Linked DNA regions of Sus scrofa: all the other regions are linked to region 2. The links are chromatin contacts, called in public Hi-C and HiChIP or PLAC-seq maps. All regions are on one chromosome and are shown on one strand. Each heading gives the region's core, a stretch centred on a gene start, on an enhancer-like site or on the middle of the called end of the contact. The rest is flanking DNA. Distances are from core to core; before and after follow the strand shown.

Region 1 (2,700 bases), core at 108-2,607, 140 kb before region 2:
AAAGGCCTTCATGAAAGCTGGTCCTTCTACCTGCTGCGCTGTCCTTGCCCAGCCCTCAATGCACAAGGACAGGCTGTCCCCAACTCCTTTGTGTGTGTGCTACAGAGAATCCTTTTCTTTGGTTTGCTAAAATATAATTTCAGTAGTTTATCATGGAGCTTTATTTTTTTAAAACCACAGTGAGAGCAACCAGTCCTCTAAAGACCCCTGAAACCCTTATGTGTCCTTAATTGATCCACAGGTCTGAGTGCTGCCAGGCAGTCCACCTGGGTCAGCTGAAACACATCCACATGCGGCCCGCCTGCCCCAACCCAAGCCATGTGGTCAGCCAAGTCTGTCAGTGATACCCTCTGAGCCCAAGTGTTTGCAACTAATTGCCTGCAGGTCACAACCAGAGAGTACACATTTATCCCCACTACCAGAGAAAGCATTTAGTTTTAGTTTTCCATTACAGCCTTTACTGATAAATCTGTATGGACATATTAGCTACCAAAAGGTTCATCATCTCATTGTTTGCAAGAGCAATAAGTTGCAAACCATCTGAATTTCCAACAACAGCACACACAAAAATTAAAGTCCATCTATAGAATAGAATAGTATATAGCTCCTAAAAATGCTGTTTCATAGAAGGATCAATGGATAGGACAAGATGCTCAACACAGAATGCTTTCTAGAACGTAAGCTCCATGAAAGTAAGGGATTTGTGTTGTTCATCAGTGCACACCCAGTGCCTAGAACAAGACTAGGTACATGGTAGTCATTCTTTAGATATCTGTTTATTGAATCAATATAAGAAGCAGGTAAGGAGATGACAAAGAGTATGGTTCCATTTCTATAAAAAGACACACACACATACACAAAAGGATGTGGAAGGATATACAACCAAATGTCACTTGTAGCTTTCTCTGGAAGGGTGAGATTTTTATATTCTCATTTTCTCTCTATTTTTTTTCTGCTCATAGTTCAAGGTGCTATTCTAACAAGGGCCAAAACCAAAAGGAAATTATTGGGGGAACCCATTACAAACTCAGCTCTTCTTGCTCAAGTTCACCTATGAAACCACTGTCCCTTACTTGCCAGAATAGTATGACACTAAGCACAGTCTAAGTCCCTGTAGCTTATATCGAACTTGCCCCCTTGGCTTTAACCTCATGTCAGCCTGGGTTCCATGAAGGGCCCTCAGGCCCCAGCACTCTTGGCAGAGCCTCATCTATGTCTCCCATGACTAAGCTCTGTCAGTTTCCAATTCATCCCAAACAGGAAAAGGACATTTTACTCCTCTCTTCATATAAACAGACTGCCCACGTTTAGAGGGCATCCTCCCGTCCTTACTGCACCAAGCATGACAGTGTGAACACTTTTCACTCAGTTTCTCCAAGGGCAATTGAACAAGCACCTAAAGATGTCACCTGCCAGGGCCTCATCCTGTTAAATGATGACAGCCCTAGAGGAGAACAGGGCAAGCAAAAACACTAAAACTTTGTAAAATCAGCTTGCGTGAAGTTGCCCCCGTACCAGAGCTGGTGCATGTAATCCTCCCCTGGCTGAGCTAATTGGTTTAGATCACGGATGATTTTACAGCCCCAGAAACCATTCTCTGATTGCAAGAATGAGAGGTGCCAAATGATCTTAAACCACAGCACAGACGGGCCCAGTGCCACCAGAAGAATATTTGGGGAAAGAGCTATTTTAAACGAATGCTCCTGTGGGTATAAGGATACGTTTCTGTCTAGACGCCTGGTAACACCTGTTGCTCTCTCATCCTGCCCCCTGTCTACCTCCCCCCTTGACAGCAATGTAGCCAAGACAAACCATGGCCACCTGACAGAGCCCAGAGACGTGGCCACGTGAACAGCAGACCCTGGCAGCCCAGACATCGCATGCTCTGGCGCAACCTGTCAGACCAGACAGCTCTGCTGCCAGGTGTCAAGGAGCCACTGGAGGGCAGGGAACAGACCTGGAAGCCAAGACTTTAAATTTTCAGATGGCAAGAGAAAGGAGGCTTCTTCCTGAGTGAATTATGGCTTTGGTTCTGGTATGCAGATCAGCATCAAGCAAGTGGAAGGAGAGGAGGGCAGCACTCCTGTCCAATCCAATCCAGCCCTCTCTACCTAACTGTCCCCAGTAAGTTGTCTAGCCTATCCTTGAATCCATATGGTGACAGGAAATTCACTATCTCATGAAACAGCTCATTTTATTGAGAAGCAGTCTTCACTGTACTGAGCTGATCTATTCCTGTAAACTGTGCTCCCCTCGTTACACTTTAGAAAGCTACAAAGGAAGACAGGAGTTCCCATCATGGTACAGCAGAAACGAATCTGACCAGGAACCATGAGGTTGCGAGTTTGATCCCTGGCCTCACTCAGTATGTTAAGGATCCAGTGTTGCCATGAGCTGTGGTGTGGTTGCAGACATGGCTTGCATCTGGTGTTGCTTTGGCTGTGGCGTAGGCCAGCAGCTGTAGCTCCAATTAGCCCCCTAGCCTGGGGACCTCCATATGCCAAGAGTGCAGCCCTAAAAATCCAAAAAGAAAGTAAGTAAGTAAGAAAGAAAGAAAGAAAGAGAAAGAAGGGAGGGAGGGAAGGAAAGAAGGGAGGGAGGGAGGGAAGGAAGGAAGGAAGGAAGGAAGGAAAGTTACAAAGGAAGAGTCTCATATTTCTCTCATGTAATTCAAATCAACATAGTTTTCTGTGTTAACCA
Region 2 (2,700 bases), core at 167-2,666:
GCTTATCTTTTAATCTTTTGTAGATTTAGTCAAATGGCCATCATTCTTGTTCTATAAAATGGATAAGTATATTTTGTCCACCTCCACAGGATTCAAATCTATCCTTCATTGCTGCATAGACAAAATAATGCAATTACAATAAAAAGAAGTTGTATTCAAACAGTCCTTACTAGTTTTTAAACATTTCATAGTTTACAAAAGCATTTTCTCATTTCATCAAATAAGTTTAGTATTCAGTCAACCAACACTTATCGACCCCCAACAGGTATCCCTGGTGCAAGCTCAGGACTTAGTGGATGAAGAACAAGATATGGTCTCTGCCCTCAAGAAACCCAGAGTCTAGTAGGTGAGAAAGACAGGTAGGCAATAACTGAATATAAGTGCCATAGATAGTTCCCTGGTGTCACAGTGGGTTGAGGACTCAGCATTGTCACTGCTGAGGCTCAGTTTGCTGCCATGGCACAAGTAGATCCCTGGCCTGGGAATTTCCGCGTGCCAAAAATTAAATTAAATTTTAAAAATGTGCAATAGAGAAATATAAAAATGTAGGAGTGGATAGAAGATAATAGACATAGAAAGTATTCAAAGTTTATAGTGGTATTTGGGAGAGTAGTGTTTACTTATATGCTCCGAGACACCAGGGATATCTAGGTATATATATGCATAGGCAGAAACATAATTTTTTTCCCTTTGCTTTTTTGAGCCACACCTGAGGCATATGGAAGTTCCCAGGCTGGGGTCAAATCAGAGCTGCAGCTGCCAGCCTGTAGCAATGTAGGATCTGAGCCACAGCAATGTAGGATCTGAGCCTCGTCTGCCTACACCATAGCTCACAGCAACACCAGATCCTTAACCAACTGAGCAAGGCCAGGAATCTAACCCACATCTTCATGGATCCTAGTCGGGTTTGTTTCTGCTGAGCCACACTGGGAACTGCATAATAAAATATTTTTGATGCGAGTGCAAGACTGAGGGTGGCAGCTACTGCAGCAGAAGATCTGGTGGTGGTAGAAGTGGTGCTGATGGTGGGTTTGGGAAGACTTGGGCATTTCTTGTTGATCAGAATGGGTGTCCTTTCCTGGTATAGCATCAATTCCTAGCCATCCCCAAAACATCTCTCTTCATAGCCTGACAGTCCATCTTTTCGCCACAAAGCTAACGGTATATACAACCACAGCAAACGACAACCTGAAAATATTAGCAGTGACTCTGTGGTCATAAATCACGTCCTGAAGAAGTGATAGCCAGTGACCACTTAAAGATATACCTAAATACCAGGAAAGCAAAAAGGAAACGCTCTGCTCAACCCTGCCTTAGATTAGCCAAGCTGCTCATTTGCATGAACAGGAGAGGCAACGATCATTTTGAGGAGGGTGAAGAAGCCAGGCAGGGAAGGAAGAAACCAAACACCAGCTGAAAGCAGATGACACGAGTGTCTGGCTCATGTAGCCTCATGAGAAACAGCATGAAATACGTTTCTTTCAGAAAGGCGGCTATCAGAAGAAAAAAAAAAAAAAAAAGGTTGTAATAAATCCGAACAAAAGCCAACAATGTTGGACAACTTGTTAGATAGATATTCAGGAAGGCTGATCCACCTCACTGGATTGTTGTAAGGAACAGTTAATAAAAAAAGATTGTCAAGGACACTGCAAACATAGAAGAACTAACACATAATAAGAACATTAATAATCAGGGAGGACCTAGGAATGAAACCAGTTCCATCAAGACCGAAGATGTTGAGCAACCAGCACAGAAATAAAGAAAACAGATACAACTGCCTGGAGGTTGTCCAAACCAACAAGAACCAAATACTTTTTTGCTCTTAATTTTAAAAAAGTAGACAAGTTTACAGGGTATAAGACTATAAATAAATATTGGCCAATGGGTTCTTGCTTTTCCCTGGAGGCAGCTCCCTTTGAAATGACTTCCTGGACCGAGGCAGTGAGGGAGCTGAAGGCGCTCACCCTCCTCCCTAGAACCCATGGTCCGCGACAGGAAGCCTTCCCTCCCCAGTCCTGATGATTTGGGGTTGGAAAAAACACTGGAAGGAATCCAAAGCTGTGGTTCATTTCATTCTTTCATTTCCTGCCTTTGCCAAATGCTGACAATTACAAACAAATGTTGTCTTCACAACTACTTTCTTCTAGATGAACATTCTGCTCATTTTGGTGGCTTTTGTGTATGTGACTGGAGAAACACTTTCTAAATCCCCAAGGTGACAGGACTTCCACGTAATGATAATGATTATTTAATGTCATCATCACAATGGGTTGCCTAGGCAAATGAAATGCTTGCTGGGTCTAAAGCATGCACTCAAGTAAGGTCAATTAACGCTTTCCAGGGTACCCGATTTCCCATTGGGGCCCTAAAGAAGGCAATTCATTACCCAGCCATTCTCCACACGCACACCCACCACAACACTGCTGTCTACCAGCAAGTTCTTCAGTTGCTTAGACTGTCAGGCTTCTCAGCCAGTGTGGAGGAAGTCCAAGAGAGATAAGAATACGCTGAGAAGGTCCAGGCTGGGGGATATTTTTAGTCTTCTGAAGATAGTCCAGCGGTGATCATCAGCATCATCATCACCACCCACGCAAACACAATCCATCTTCCTTTTCAAAGCACTTTCATCACATAAATCATTCCCTTTGATCCTCACAATCCCCGAGGTATGCAAAGCAGGTATTAGTACAGTCAACATCT
Region 3 (2,700 bases), core at 57-2,556, 220 kb before region 2:
CATAATTAAAATAGAGGCAGCGAAAACATCATTTGGACCAGCCCATGGGCCTTTCATAGTCTTTTCTAGTGCCCTCCTCCCACCCCCAATGGATCATAAAGCAAGATGGCGGCCTTCATCCTTCACTTGGCCCAGGCCATGGCCATGTGAGCAGTCTGAGCATTCCAACAGGTTGGGATACCCAGCCCCATACTCATGGAGTAGAAACTTCCTGGTGACAATATAACAAATAACAATATAACAACAGATAGCCCCATCTTCAGCACATCTTCGTTCACATTTCATATCAGTTGCCATTTGCTCCTTATCTCTTAGAGAGGACACTGTGAAGATGGATGGTGTGATCCCACAAAGAGCTCCGAGGCTTTCAGATGGACCAGTGCCCTATAAAAGTGTTATTGATCAGTGAAGGACATTTACAGGAATCCTCTGAGTCTCGCCCTTCCGTTTCTTTGTCCCTTCACCTCCACCCCCACTCCCTAGGAATTTTATGATCTGAAGGCCAAAATGCTTTAAATCTTAATAACTACCTGTGCCACTCAGGATACTGAAAGGAGCTTGACTCGTTCCAAGCTTTTACTGCAGCCAAAGTAACTGCTGCACCATTTAAAAATTCCACTGAAAAAGCAAGTAGCCTTCAACACGTTAAGCTGATTTTCATGTAAGTGGTAAAATATTAAAGGACCAGAAGTTTTATCCAATAATAAAATCACCTAGCCCCGTCACCCCCTTTCCCTTTGCAGGAGGCAAGAGGGTGGACTCATAAGCCCTGAAGGGTGTGCACCTGCCTGGAAAGGTTGGCTGGCTAGCCACCAGCTTCTGATAACACACTGGGGAAGGGGCTGAGCATTACTTCTCCCTCTTCCTCCAGTGCCCTGTGTGTCCCAGTAGGTTGTGCCCGATCCTGCAAAAAAAAAAAAAAAAAGAGTTTTCAGGATGCCAAGAAGCCCTCAGTCCATTCCCCAACCAGGCCAACTGTGGAAGAAAGCCAATGTATGCTTGGCTCCATAAAAGGACAGCCATTGACCATTAGAATCCCTGGGAGGTATTCTTTCTGCTGTCCTCTTAAAGGACACCAACCCCAAATCTGTGGGTAGTTTGTAAGAGGCAGTACCGATGGGAGGGGGATCAGATGGCACAATGAGAAATCAACTATTCCCTAATGATCTCCCAAAATAAAGGTGGAGAGCAGGGCTGGCCAAGTCAGAATGGGAAGCTCGTAGCCCAAGCTCACTGGCTCCTGACACTACAGTAAAACCCAGGCTTGGAATGAGGGAGGAATTTTGGGCCTGGCTTCAGCCCCCTCTGCCAGCTGCCTTGGCACCAGTCACTATGCTCAGGGGATTGGCAGAAGGGGAGCCAAATAGTATAGACCTTCCAGGCTCTCCTGGGCACAAGGCACGTGGAGAATTGGCATAGCCTCTCTCACCCCCACCTGCTGCCCAGAACCATTTCAGCATCACATAATGCAAAGGAAAACAGACATTCATCTCATCAATGAAGTTCTTGATCCTGCTGTCTCCCAGCAATGCCAGGATACCAGTGGAACTCACCGCTTGCTCTCTGGGTGCCACCCCAGAGTCCCACTGCCAGTTCCCTGGGAGCTTGTGGCATTCCTTCGCTACACAGCCTTTCCTACTTTGAAGATTGAAGCCCTCTGCACAGCACTTTTAGATCTGTCTTCACAGAAAAAACACCACATAAAAAAAAAAACCTCTTTTCTCTCCCTGTAAGCATGTCATGAAGATACAGACTACAAAAATATCGAGAATTACTGACCCAGAAAGGTTATAGAGAGAGATCCACCTTACCCAGCTATGGAAAGAAATCACGCAGGTTCCCTTACAGTACAAGTTTCTCAGATGCCAAGTTTCTACCACATATTTCCTTCATGATCTGAGAGCTGTCTCTTAACAAAACTCCTAGATTCTCATTAATCCTGAACCAAAGAATTAGGTAGACTCCACTCATTCATTCAACAAATATCTATGGAGGAGCAGCAACTATGAGCCAATTATTGTAAAAAGTGTTGTGGGGGATGAGTCAGACATGGATTCAGCTTTTCAGGCACAGGCAAGACCACAGACAAGCTATATTAATAACTATGGAAGAGAGACAGCTAGCCTTTCACTCAAATCCCTCCTCTTATTCCTGGGTACGCAGCTGAATACACTTCCCAGCTTCCTCTACTCTGAAGTGTGGCCACGCGCCTGGGCCCTGGTCAATAACAAGAGGATGGAAAGGCAGTGCTCCATTTCCAGTGATGCACCTGTGAGACCTTGCATGCCGTTTCCTCCTTCCAGCTGGGTGTGATGGCAAGATCACCAAACCCAAGGAGTCAAGTGCTGAAGAGGGCAGAGCCTCAGACGGCCCAAGTTCCTGACGGTCCAAGTGGAGGAAAGCCACCCTCAAGGCCTATCCACGTTCATGGACAAGAGAAAGACATAAATTTTTACTGTGTGCATCCATCCATGATGGGGTCTCTTTACAACAGCAGCCAGGCTACTCTAACAAATATAAACGTTGAGATGATTTATTAAGATGCAGAGATGCTCAGTATATACTAGGGTAGAATAAGTTGAAAAACTTATTATAGTGTGATGTCACTCATTTTAAAAGATTACATATGTAAATGTACATACACACACAAAGAAAGTTCTAGAAGTATGTACAGTATAGCTGTTGATCTCTGGATGGTGA

Evidence for each region. Hi-C and Micro-C count contacts between places; a contact is called where the count stands out from the background. HiChIP or PLAC-seq counts read pairs in DNA pulled down with a chosen protein or histone mark.
Region 1: a Hi-C map of skeletal muscle shows a contact between it and region 2, with 5 times the contacts expected there. The contact joins two enhancer-like sites. A contact is called at or near these places in 3 of 47 Hi-C or Micro-C datasets (liver and skeletal muscle) and 1 of 2 datasets of contacts at active chromatin or transcription factors (skeletal muscle).
Region 3: a contact with region 2 is called in an H3K27ac HiChIP or PLAC-seq map of skeletal muscle. The contact joins two enhancer-like sites. A contact is called at or near these places in 2 of 47 Hi-C or Micro-C datasets (alveolar macrophages and fetal heart ventricle) and 1 of 2 datasets of contacts at active chromatin or transcription factors (skeletal muscle).

Annotation. Positions count from the first base shown.
Region 1 is chr16:47,040,309-47,043,008 of Sscrofa11.1, forward strand. No RefSeq gene overlaps it. Among named protein-coding and RNA genes, the nearest start is that of SLC30A5, 240 kb to the right of the region's middle. Within about 2 kb of position 1,358, at least 3 of the 83 cell types and tissues checked have an H3K27ac peak or open chromatin away from gene starts, as enhancers often do. A contact at or near this core is called in skeletal muscle, where this site is marked.
Region 2 is chr16:47,184,440-47,187,139 of Sscrofa11.1, forward strand. The region is part of intron 1 of LOC102159961 (a long non-coding RNA gene); the gene reads right to left. Among named protein-coding and RNA genes, the nearest start is that of SLC30A5, 99 kb to the right of the region's middle. Within about 2 kb of position 1,417, at least 12 of the 83 cell types and tissues checked have an H3K27ac peak or open chromatin away from gene starts, as enhancers often do. A contact at or near this core is called in skeletal muscle, where this site is marked.
Region 3 is chr16:46,964,830-46,967,529 of Sscrofa11.1, forward strand. No RefSeq gene overlaps it. Among named protein-coding and RNA genes, the nearest start is that of SLC30A5, 320 kb to the right of the region's middle. Within about 2 kb of position 1,307, at least 8 of the 83 cell types and tissues checked have an H3K27ac peak or open chromatin away from gene starts, as enhancers often do. A contact at or near this core is called in skeletal muscle, where this site is marked.